Regions from separate parts of the Mus musculus genome. Here region 2 is linked to region 1. The links are chromatin contacts, called in public HiChIP or PLAC-seq maps. All regions are on one chromosome and are shown on one strand. The core of a region is the stretch at or near the end of the contact, and the rest is flanking DNA. Distances in the headings are between cores, read along the strand shown.

Region 1 (5,983 bases), core at 1,720-4,219:
TACATCTTAAAATGTAAGGATGTTTTTGGGGCACTGGAAAGATGGCTCAGGACCTTATATTATTATTATATATATTATTACCAAAGACCAGAAAGTCATATTTCTTCTTTATCATAGTTTCTTCTTGGGTTTCTGCTTTGATAGTCTTATAGGAAAGCATACATGAGTAAAGTCCAGATAACGGCTCCAGGAAATCCTTCAGTACCAGTTCTCCTGTGTTTGTTATATTTATCTGGCTATTCCCTGATCAAAAGAGGAAATCGCTGGGTTACTCAACAGGTAACTTAAACATTATTCAGTAGACGCAGGGCTATAAACAGACATGCAAAAATTCAAAAATTAATAGACTATTTGAACCTTGAGAACCCAATAAAACATTTTTTAAGACACGGTCTCACTGCATAGCCCTGGCTGGTCTAGAACTTGCTATGTAGATCAGGCTGGCCTTGAATTCACAGAAATCTGCCTGCTTCTGCCTTCTGAGTGCTGGAATTAAAGGCATGTAGCACCAGGCCCAACAGCCCAAGGGGGAAAAAAAACCTTAATTGTCATACTACTCTATGAAAGAATTACATGAGCCGGGCACACTTGTGAAATATATGTTGATTTTCTTTATTTAGTTCTGACTGATTTATGCCAGTAATTCAGTAAATTATATATCTATACATATTTACGTGTTTATATAAATACATTTATATTTTATATTTACACACACACACAGAAACACACACAACACACAAATAATGTTGATATTACAAGGTACTATTCTAACATAAAATTACATATTGAATATCCCATATTACTGGTGTTTTATGGGTAAACTTTAGTACTTAGGAAAATGTTTAGTACTTAGGAAAAGTAGGGCCCAAAAATAACTGCCGCAGGGTAACCAGACAGCATAGAGAAAATTTGCTTGAGAGGGAGACTCTGGATTCAGTCCCAAGCACTGGGAAACAAAAGTAACAAAAAATGGTCTCTTTGGTTAGCCCAGGCCACCTTCAAACTTGTAATCCTCCTGCCTCAACATTTTGAGTATTGTGCTCACATGGGCTGTGCAGTCTTTTGCATCTGCTTTTAGTTTTTGCATACGAAGAACTTAAGTCATGGGCCAAGAAAAATTATAATTTGTCGTGTTGAGAAAAGTTAATTGCAGTTAAAATTAAATTTCTTGGGGCTGGAGGGATTGCCCACTGTTTAAGAGCACTTGCTGCTCTTGCAGAGGATCTGGGTTCAATTCCCAGCACCAACAAGGTGGTTTACAACCAGTAGTAATTCCACTTCCAGAGGATCAGATATCCTCTTCTGACCTCTGAGGGCATCGGGCATGTGGTGCACATACACGCATGCAGGCAAAACACTCACATATACAAAAATAAAATACAGCTAATAGAATTTTAAAATTAAATTTGTTCTTTTCAATAATGGCAGTGCTTTTTTAAAAAAACAATGTTCACACCGTTAAAATATATTTAAATTATTTACCTTTTAATGTGTTTTCATTTGGCCCAGTCCATAAATAGGTGGGGTCCACTGTTTCTTTATTGGCACGATCAATATCCATACAAATAAGGACAGGACTAGCCTGATGTAACTTTACATATATTTTTACTGTGACAAAATAAAATTCTGCGTAATTACATTATACAGAGAAATAAAGACACACACACTCCTAGACAATGATACCAGTTAGTTCTTTCAGGATTTCAGTACTTAAAAAGTCTTCGTAACGTGTCCAATGCTAGTTGTCATTTAGAATGAAGTCTTTGCTGCTTCCCCATAGTAAACCTTTAAACTGTACTTTGTCGGTAATATTTTTATTTTGTGACAGTCTAGAAAAATGAAGATCAAGTTCCTTTTAACGTACACATTAATAAATAGCTCCAATAAGGAGCTATGGAATCAATGTTACAGGATGTTAGCTTGACTGACAAACTATTTCAAAACTGAAAACTTGGTATTTCGCGTAAGCTTCCTGTTGTCTTGTGCAGTGTTTACTAGAAAGGTGTACAACAGTGACTCAACTGGATAGATAGTACCTAGTCTCACAAGGTACTTTTTAAGGTCCAATCATTGCCAGGATCAGAATCTCTAAAGTCTATTGTTCAGTTTGGCAGTGTAATGGTGGTGTTGGGAAGAGAAAGGCCTTAAATGTGGAATTGTTCTAGACGGAGTGCAGTGTTATTTCAAATTTGGAGTACTTTTTCCTGAATGTAGGAAAACTACAGAGAGTAGTAACACTGGAGCTGATGTTTGATGCATGAATAGGGCTGGTTAATACAAGAGGGAGAGAAGAGCCTTCCAGAGGGGCGTCCACTCTGCTAAGTGCCTTCACCCATTACAAAGCAGAAGTATTTGAAAGAGAGACGTGGTATCAGAGCGGCAGATCTGTGGTGAACACTGGAATAGAAGACTAGCTTTGAGGGCAATGATGCAAACTTCCCGAACTGCAGAGCACAGACGCCCTCCTGCCTAGCTCCCTTTTCCCTGCCTGAAGAACCTAAGAGGATGCATCCCCAGCTCTTGGGACAAGCCTTGCGTGAGAAGAGGCACGTATTACCTGGGTGCCCTACCGTGCCGTAAACAAAGCCTTTGATATTGAATAAGGAAGAACGTTGCGATCCAACTGCGGAGGAGAGAACACCTCTGGCTTATTATTAGTGTTTGGAGGACACACGGTTCAGGGCGGGGCGGGGCGGAGGCGAAGAAGGAGGGACGGGGGAGGAGCCTGCGGGCCAAGCCCCACCTCCTGCGAGAGACCAGAGCACCGCGTAGAGTAGGGCCCACGCAAGCATCACGGCTCAGGCACTAGTGGCGACGGCTGGGTGCCCTCCTACCTCAGGCCAGGCCCAACGCCTCCCCATCGCTCCTCTACAGAGCGAAGCAAACCGCCAAGGGCATCTTCCCTACCGGTCCCAGGCTATCACGGGGGCGGCTGTGCCCGAGAGCGCCTGCGTGTTCCGGCTTGGCACGAGGGGCGGGGCAAGCGCTCGCAGATGGAGAGCCCCGCCTCCTGGCGCACGCGCAGTTGCGGAGCGCTGCACCCTCCGAGCCTTTCGCACCTCTCCTTGGGTCCCGTGTTCCCGCTCTCTAGCTCTAGTCGGCCTGGTGGTGTGACGAGTAAAGGAAACGAACTCAAGACTTCCTCAGACTAAAGGAACTGATGAGTGAACACAGTGGGTCCTAAGGACGGTGGCGGCGGCTCTGAGCAGCCCAAGGATGCCGTAGTTTGGCGATCAGAAGAAGGGAGATGTTTGTGAGAATTTCCTAAAAGCGAGGGCTCAGCTCTGGAACCCCGAGCTAACGTTGCTAGCGTTGCTGGATCTGTCAAAACGTCACATCCAGTTTTCACCTAGTTGCATTTTTCTGGCATACAAAACCAAGACCTTGAAGAGCCCTCTCCTCTGTGCTTCAGAAGGGTGCCCTCAGACCTTCCCACGTGGAGGAAGGTTAAACCTTTATTTTTTTCAGCTTAGAGTGTGAGATGATGTAAGGGACACCCCCTCATGCAAATTTATTCGGAAGTAACTTTGCTTTAGAGAATGGGTCCCTTCGAAAGGAAGGCGAGAGCGGGTGATCTTTTCCTCAGCTGATGTGAGATAAGTCACTCTCAGGGAGCTCCAAAATAGTCTTTCAAAGTTCTTCTGAACCCTGTGCTGGGGACCAAACCCAGGGCCTTTACTGAATTGAGTCGCTAACCCCATCATGCGTGGTCCCATCTTGACTGCTATTTTAGGTGACCTGAAAGACTTTAGGTGTTGTTTACCTCTTGGCAGTAGAGCACCGCTCTCAGTAGTGGTTTTGAGTAGGTTGGTTAGGGAGAGAGCCCAAGGTTCAGATAGGGTGCAGAATGGTTATTTGGGGTGAGATCAGGAGTTTTCAGTTTTATTTCCTTTGAGCCGAGTCAGTATTTGGACTGTCTCAGATGGTCCAGGAGCAACCTTTGTCAGTAATTTCATTTTTAGTCACTGTTAATTTTATCGATCTAGCACAAGCATGAAATGGGATTCAATGAGTCAGATCCACCCCCTGTCAGTTACTACGTCTAGACTCATGGGTTAGCCTCAACTGTTAAAAATGTGGATGGGTGTTTTGCTTGCATTTCTGTCTGTCTGTGCACCACAGGCATGCACTGCCCACAGAGGCCAAAGAGTGTGTCGCCTCTGGGACTGGAGTTAACAATGGTTGTGAGCAGCCATTTGGATGCTGGGAATCAAACGTGGGTCCTTTAGAAGAGCAGCCAGTGTTCATAACCGCAGAGACACCTCACTTCAGATTTAATCAAAACATTTTCCAAAAGTACAAAGTATTACTAACTTCTCAGTTATTGCACACGATTCTCATAAACTTATGTGTTAAATCTTAACTCTTATAGAAGAGTGTTAGAATAGTCGGGCTGGAGAGATTGCTCAGTGGTTGAGAGTTTATCTGCTTTTCCAGAGGGCTCTAGTTCCAGGATCCAGCTGGGTAGCTTACAACAACACCCTTTTAACTCAGTTCCAGGTGAGCCAGTGCCCTCTTCTGGAAACCATGGATGCCTGCATTCACGTGTATATACCCTCTCCATCCCTCCCATATATACAGAATTAAAAAGAAAACCTTTAGCTGGGTAGTGGTAGCACATACCTTGAATCCCAGCACTCAGGTAGCAGAGGCAGAAGCAGAGGAGGGCAGATCTCCGAGTTTTAGGCCAGCCTGGTCCACAGAGAGAATTCCAGGACAGCCAGGGCTACATAGAGAAACCCTGTCTCAAAACAAACAAGCAAGAAGAAAAGAAATGAGAGAGAGAGAGAGAGAGGGAGAGAGAGAGAGAGAGAGAGAGAGAGAGAGAGAGAGTTAGTTTGGGTCTTGGAAGTATCCATGTAAATGTTTGATGTAAGCTTTGTGCTTTAGTTTTGTTTACTTATTTTGAGACAGTGTTTCTCTGTGTACCTCTGGCTGACCCAGAACTTGTTATATAGTCCAGACTGGCCTCCTAGAGATCTGTCTGCCTCTGCCTTGTGAGTGCTAGAATTAAAGGCAGGTAGCATCATGCTGGGCAGCCCAGACAAACCTTGTCATCTGACTCTATGGAGACGCTACATGAGCTGGGTTCACTATGAAATCTATACTGATTTCCTTTATTTCTCAATATCTCATTTAAACTGATTTAGGTCAGTAATTCAGTATATGATAGATATTTTTATAGAAGACAAATTTATTTGATTTTTAAAAAAGATTTATTTATTATTTTATCTAAGTACACTGTAGCTGTCTTCGGATGCACCAGAAGAGGGCGTCAGATCTCATTATCGACGGTTGTGAGCCACCATGTGGTTGCTGGGATTTGAACTCAGGACCTATGGAAGAGCAGTCAATGCTCTTAACCACTAAGCCATCTCTCCAGCCCTAGAAGACAAATTAATAATGCTGATATCACAAGGCACTATTCTAACATGAAACATTACATATTGATACTTGCCAAGGCACAGTTGTACACTTGGGCTATCCTGTCTTTCCTTCTTTTCTCTTTTTCTTTCCTTTTAACAAAGAGGGTCTTTCTGTATAGCCCTAGTTGTCCTGGAACTTTCTTTATAGACCACACTATCCTCAAACCAGAGATACTCTTGCCTCAGCTTCCCAAGTGCTGGGATTAAAAACATGCAGTCTATGCCTGGCATGATACAGCATTGTTAATTAAAGTTCATATTTTTAATATTTCCGTAGTTTATCTGCACCAGAGTCACACTCAGGCTTTCGTGTCACATTTAGTTGTGCTGTCCCCTCAGGTTCTTCTGAGCTGTTGACAGTTTCTCAGACTTTTCTTGTTCTCTTTCTTCTCTTGTTTTCTTTCCTTTTGGTTGTTGTTGACTTTGACAGTTAAGGACTGCTTTGAAGATCCGGACTCAGCCTTAAATGATCAAGTATTTTGTGGAAAGACTCTCTTGGACTTTGCTTGATGGTTTTTCTCATTATTGCATAGAATTATAGATTTTTGTGAGGATGG
Region 2 (5,983 bases), core at 1,003-3,502, 130 kb before region 1:
GGCTCAGTGGTTAAGAGTATCAGCCACTCTGTCCAGAGGCCCCGCTCCCAGCACCCACATGGTGGCTCACACTTGCCCATAACTAGAGTCCCAGGGGATCAGATGACCTCTTTTGGCCTTGGTGGGCACTGCACACAGGTGGTGCATTTACAAACATGCAGATAAGATACTCACACTCACATACACACACACTGAAATTCAAACATGTTTACCCTTTTTGACTTAGGTATACAAATTCTGGGAAGCCATATTTAAGTAGTTACAAAAGTAGATTGAAAACTTTGGAATAGTGAGGACTGCAAAACTACTTAAAAGAGCAAGAAATGAGAAAAAAGAAGAACTTAGATGTGCAGCAGTTAAGAGAATGCTCTGAGTCTCACTGCCCACTTAACAACGGGTGCTTCGCGTGTGACAGTAACTGCTACAGTTACAGCGACTATGTATGGAGGGCCCACCATGTATTTCTATCATGTGCTAGCACAGCTCATGAGCTCCCATGTTCACAATAACCCAAACAAAACAGCTAATGCTATTAATTCACCCACACAAACAGGGAAACGGATTCTGGACTTTATATAATCTCCATCACTATACTAAGTAGTCAACAAATGCTTCTTGCATAAGTTGAACCCTATGTTCATGGATGTATTAAATGAAGACAACAAAAAGAAAATGACAATATCTTTACATACGAATGCCCTGATCCAAATTGAATACTTAAGTGATTTCAATTATGGAGCAGTTTGAAAATACACGAGGAAATATGTCAACTCTGGTTAAAAGTTTCTCCCTGTTGCTTTAAAATGCTCACATGTTCCAGAATTTCTACAGTGAATACAAACCATGAAATATTTCACGATGCTGAGTGACATTTCTGCCACTGGAAACTTTTATTTCAGGAAAGAAGACCTTTACTGTATACAGATCTTGTTACCAAGTTTAGAATGGGAGTTGATGCAGTCTATACATACTTACACTCAAAAGTACAACTCAGGGCATGACTTGGCCTATCACCATGTTTTAAAGTAGTTTCTCGTGCAGTTGAGACACACACACACACACACACACACACACACACACACAGAGAGAAAAAACTACAGATCACCCGGAAAAGTCTCATCGCGCGCACATGGACAAGATATACTAAGTGGAAAAAGTAAAAGAGCAACTTAAGCGGGACAAGGGGACAATAGGAGCCTGAGAACGGGTCTCTGGTGTTGGCTTATAGGAGTCGGGGCCACAGGTAGGCATTATAAACTAAAAGAGAAAGAAGGCAGGGGTGGGGGGGGAGGGGGTCTGATTCAGAAGTAAAAGCGTGCGTGTGCTTGAACTCTTTAGGAAAGGAGGGGTAAGGTCCTTAAGAGAGTGGAAAAGTGCACCGGGACTTTTAGTTTAGATGCTTCAACTACAGAAGGAAGGCAGAAGGTAGAAATGGCTCTCCGAGGGAGTTTGCTAAAGGAGCCTAGAGCTACAGAACCCATTTTTATAAACTCTTAAACTAAGAGGCTAGTGTAATCTGTTACCCTGGTTTCTCTAGACACAAATACAAATGCTACTTTCTACATAGCAATAACAGGCGCTAGAATCGGTCGGATGGAGTAGATCACTGGGAAGGACTGAAGAAAAGGCTCGGTGAGACTAAGATGCAACCCCAGAGGAGGAGAGCAGTCCGCAGACTGGAGAACAGGTTCGGTCATCGGCTGGGGTCGAGGGAGTCAGGGTGGTTGGGCGGGCACTTCTGACCCCAGCTCCATTGACCGAAGGAACCAAGGTAGGTGGAGGCTACGCAGAGGTCCCAGCAAGAAGTCGCATCACCCTGGCCGCTGTCACCGGTGATCGCGGCACGACCCCGACGTGGGCTCCCGTACCTTCTAAGGTGACAGTGTCCAGCTCTCTCTGGGAGTGCTCGGTCGCAGCTGCCTTGCCGTCTCCCTCCCCCGTGGAGCCGCTCCCAGCTGCTGCCTCCTCTTTCATCTCCACATCCTGGGGGGCCGGTGGCGGCGGTTCTTGTTCCCCTCCCGGCGGCGGCTTTGCCTTGTCGGCGCCTCGGCGCCGCGCCGAGCCCTCCTGCTTCATGGCGCCCGGGGTCGAGGCCTAGTCCGGGGACCGAAGCAGGGGCCTCGCGTAAACCCTCACACCAGAGACCAGGCACAGAGCCGGGCCTGCACACCAGCGCGGGCTCGCGTCGGGCCGCACGATGACCGAGCAGCTGCAAACTCCTTCCCGGCGCTGGGGCTTCTGGGAAATGCCAGGCATGGCGAGCAGATGGCCGAGTCCAGGGAGGGAAAATAAATCAACAGCCGAGGTGCACGATGAAGGCGGATCTTCTAGGAAGTGGGAGGAGTCTTCAAGAAACGATGAAGGCGGACCTTCTAGGAACTGGGAGGAGTCTGCAGGAATTTGTGGGACCTGAGAGTGGTGATTTTATCTTCCTCTCTAGTGTACATCTTTGGATGTCCGCGAGAGGTCACTTTAGACTCCAAGCTGGGCTACAACAGACTCTAACATGTAAGTGGGTAGGACCTATCGGAGCTCAGATGGGGATGACATCATGAGTTGCCGGGCAGATTCCTCTCCACCCCCCTAACCCCCGCCCCGGTCAAGCTCTCCCAGTTTGCGCGGGTCAGGTCCCCAATGAAATCCGCCAGGCTCGTGCTCTCAACGCCCGCCAGATGCTTCCAGCACCAGAAAGAAAAGGAGCTTGTGGACGTGTAGCTAGGCTGTTTGGCTTTCGATAAACTGAGCTCAACCCCCAGGGCATCCGAACTTCCTTGTCAAATTTTTGTATAATGCTGAGTATAAGGCATACCTTCTCTGCAGCCTGGGAATGTGGGGGTCGTGTGTATTTGTGTAGAATTAGTCAAATTTAATAATAGGAGTCCACGTTGTATACTGCTCAGGGCCAGTATATATAAGATTGTTGAAAAACCCAACATGCCCAGCGTGGTGGTGCATGCCTTTTATCCCAGCACTCAGGAAGCAGAGACGGGTGGGTTTCTGTGAGTTCGAGGCTCAGCATGGTTTACAGAGTGAGTTCCGGGACCACCAGGGCTACACGGAGAAACCCTTTCCCGAAAAAGTAAACAAACAAACAAACACCAGCTCAAGAATGTAATGTAGGGCTAGGTGTGGTACATAATTTTAATCTCAGTGGTACACAACTTTAATCTCAGCACTAGGGAGATCTTTGAGTTCAAGGCCAGCCTGGTCTACATAGCAAGCTCCAGGACAGCGGGAACTACACAAAAAGACCCTGTCTCCAAAAAAAGAAAAAAAAAAGAAAGTAATGTTGAGGGGGTGGTGAGATGGCTCAAGTGAGTAAAGGTGCTTGCCAAGTATGAAGACACGAGTTTGATCCCTGGGTCCCATGGTAGAAGGAGAGAACTGAGTCTCACGCTTTTCTCTGACCTCCATAAGCATGCTGAGGCTCGAGTTCCCCTCCCCCATAAATAAATGCTTTTTTTTTTTTTTTAAAGGTTTTTCTGTATTGCCCTGGATGTCTGGGAACTCACTCTGCTTCCCAAATGCTGGAATTACAAGCATTTGCCACCACTACTAAGCATAAATGCTTTTTTTTTTAATTAGATATTTTCTTCACTTACATTTCAAATGCTATCTCCAAAGCCCCCTATATCCTTCCCCCTTCCTGCTCCCCAACCCACCCACCACAGCTTCCTGGCCCTGGCATTCCTCTGTACTGGGGCATATGATCTTTGCAATATCAAGGGGCCTCTCCTCCTATTGATGGCCAAGTAGGCCATCCTCTGCTACATATTCAACTAGAGACACAAGCTGGGGGGTGGGGGTACTGGTTAGTTCATATCGTTGTTCCACCTATAGGGTTGCAGACCCCTTTCGCTCCTTGGGTACTTTCTCTAGCTCCTTCATTAGGGGCCCTGTGTTCCATCCAATAGCTGACTGTGAGCATCCACTTCTGTTTTTGCCAGGCATTGGGCTTTTTTTTTTTTTTAAAGAATGTAAATTTGGTGGTTTGACCTTGCTTGACCCATAAGGAGTGGCACTATTAGGTGTGGCCTTGTTGGAGAAAGAGCTTCACAGTGGGGGGGGGGGGGGCGGGGGCAGGGTTTGAAGTCTCCTAGTGCTCAAGCTCTGCTCAGAGTGGAAGAGAGTCTCCTCCTGGCTTGGCTGCCTTCTGATCAAGATGTCTTGGTGTCTTCGGCCCTTCATCTGCCTGTAAGATGCCATGCTTCCCACCATGATGATAATGGACTGAACCTCTGAAATGGAAAGCCAGCCCCAATAAATGTTTGCCTTTATAAGAGTTGCCTTGGTCATGGTGTCTCTTCACAGAAAAATAAAACCCCAACTAAGACAGTAATATACCCCATCAGGCACCATGCTGCACTCCAGTAATCCCAGCACTTAGGCCGAGGTCAGCCTAGGCTACTGTGTGAGAACTTGCTGCCCTCTCCAAAGCTCAAAACAACTGGGCTGGCAAGATGAGTCAGTAGGTAAAGGTGTTGCCACAAGCCTGTGGACACCTGAGTTCCATTCCTGGAAACCTGGTAAAGGTGGAAGGAGAGAACTGAATCCATAAAAGTTGCCTACTGACCTCCACAAGGGGGCAGTGGCATGTGACAACCACTCATTGTCATCATCACCATCACCATCATCACCATCACTGTCATTATCCTCATCACCACTACTACCATCTCAACCACCACCATCATCATCACCACCACCACCATCATCATCACCACCACCACCATCATCATCACCACCATCACCACCACTACCATCATCACCACCATCATCTTTTCTAAGTGGAAACAGCAAGGGATGTGTCACAGAGCCCTTTAGAGAAAGTTGACAGTCTGCACTCTGTTCTCCAGTGCACTGAGGGGATGAAGGGTGAGAGTGGTGGAGCCTCTGCTGCAGAGCAGGGCAGCGACCTGAGGAGACCTTTATATATCCAAACACCTGTGAGTGGGAGCAGGAGGATGCCCTTTGTGGTGGAGACATGAATAGAAGAAAACTAGACTGGGAAGCCTTCCTGTCTTTCCCACAAGCATCAGTTTTGAAGATACAGCGGTCAGTTTCTCAAAGCACAAAACAAATTTCCAGCACGGAAACTTATATAAACAAGATCCCAAGTGAGTCTCAGAGCTGGGACTGGCTCAGCTCCCACTCTAATAAGGACTCAGAAGACAGAGGATGCGTCTTGCCTATACTCTCTTCTGTATTTATAAATACTCAGGACATCTTGCTTCCTTTGTGTGTTTGCTTTAAGACAGGGTCTCACTAGGTGGCCCAGGCTGTCCTGTAACTCAATGAAACTTGCCCTTTGCCTCAGAGTTCTGGGGCGAAAGGGAGTTAGATCTTTATCTGCCTCACTACACCTGGCTATAGCTTCTCTCTCTCTCTCTCTCTCTCTCTCTCTCTCTCTCTCTCTCTCTCTCTCTCTCTGTCTCTCTCTGTCTGTCTCTGTCTCTGTCTCTGTCTCTGTCTCTCTCTCTCTCACATACACACACACACATTTGGTTTTTTGTTTGTTTGTTTGTTTGTTTGTTTAGAAATGAGGTTTTTCTATGTAGCCTTGGTTGTTCTGGAACTTGCTCAGTAGATAAGTCTGGCCTCGAACACAGAACCACCTGCCTCTGCCTTCCCAGCGCGGGGATTTAAAAAGTGGCCTTCCTGTGCCACCACTGCCTGGCTCTTTTTAAAATTATCATTATTTTATGTTATGTGCGTGGGTGTTTTGATTCCATGTATGTCTGTGTGAGAGTGTTGGATCCTTTGGAACTGGAGTTACAGGCAGTCGTCAGCTGCCATGTGAGTGTTGGGAGTTGAACTTGGGTCCTCTGGAAGAACCACTCTCCTCTTAACCACTGAGCCATCTCTCCAGTCCTGCATATCTTTTAAAAATTACGTTTATTTACTTATTTAGTTGAGGTGGGGGGCACTTTTACCACGATGTACGTGTGGAAGGCAGGAATTCTCTCTTTCCACCATGTGGCGTCTG

Evidence for each region. HiChIP or PLAC-seq counts read pairs in DNA pulled down with a chosen protein or histone mark.
Region 2: a contact with region 1 is called in an H3K27ac HiChIP or PLAC-seq map of embryonic stem cells, with 12 read pairs. The contact joins the promoter of Psmd3 here to the promoter of Zpbp2 in region 1. A contact is called at or near these places in 3 of 39 promoter capture datasets (erythroid cells, macrophages and neural stem cells), 4 of 484 Hi-C or Micro-C datasets (the G1E-ER4 cell line, embryonic stem cells, liver and 1 more), 10 of 115 datasets of contacts at active chromatin or transcription factors (the 230-238 cell line, the SCID.adh cell line, effector CD8 T cells and 2 more) and 3 of 9 other capture datasets (adipose tissue, liver and pancreatic islet).

The regions. Positions count from the first base shown.
Region 1 is chr11:98,548,083-98,554,065 of GRCm38.p6, reverse strand. Zpbp2 (zona pellucida binding protein 2) reads right to left here and starts at 2,969. Exons shown (of 8, transcript NM_027061.2): 1 at 2,744-2,969; 2 at 2,558-2,623; 3 at 1,483-1,608; 4 at 82-243. The coding sequence starts at 2,792.
Region 2 is chr11:98,678,823-98,684,805 of GRCm38.p6, reverse strand. It overlaps Psmd3 (proteasome (prosome, macropain) 26S subunit, non-ATPase, 3), which reads right to left and starts at 2,252. Exons shown (of 12, transcript NM_009439.1): 1 at 1,869-2,252. The coding sequence starts at 2,076.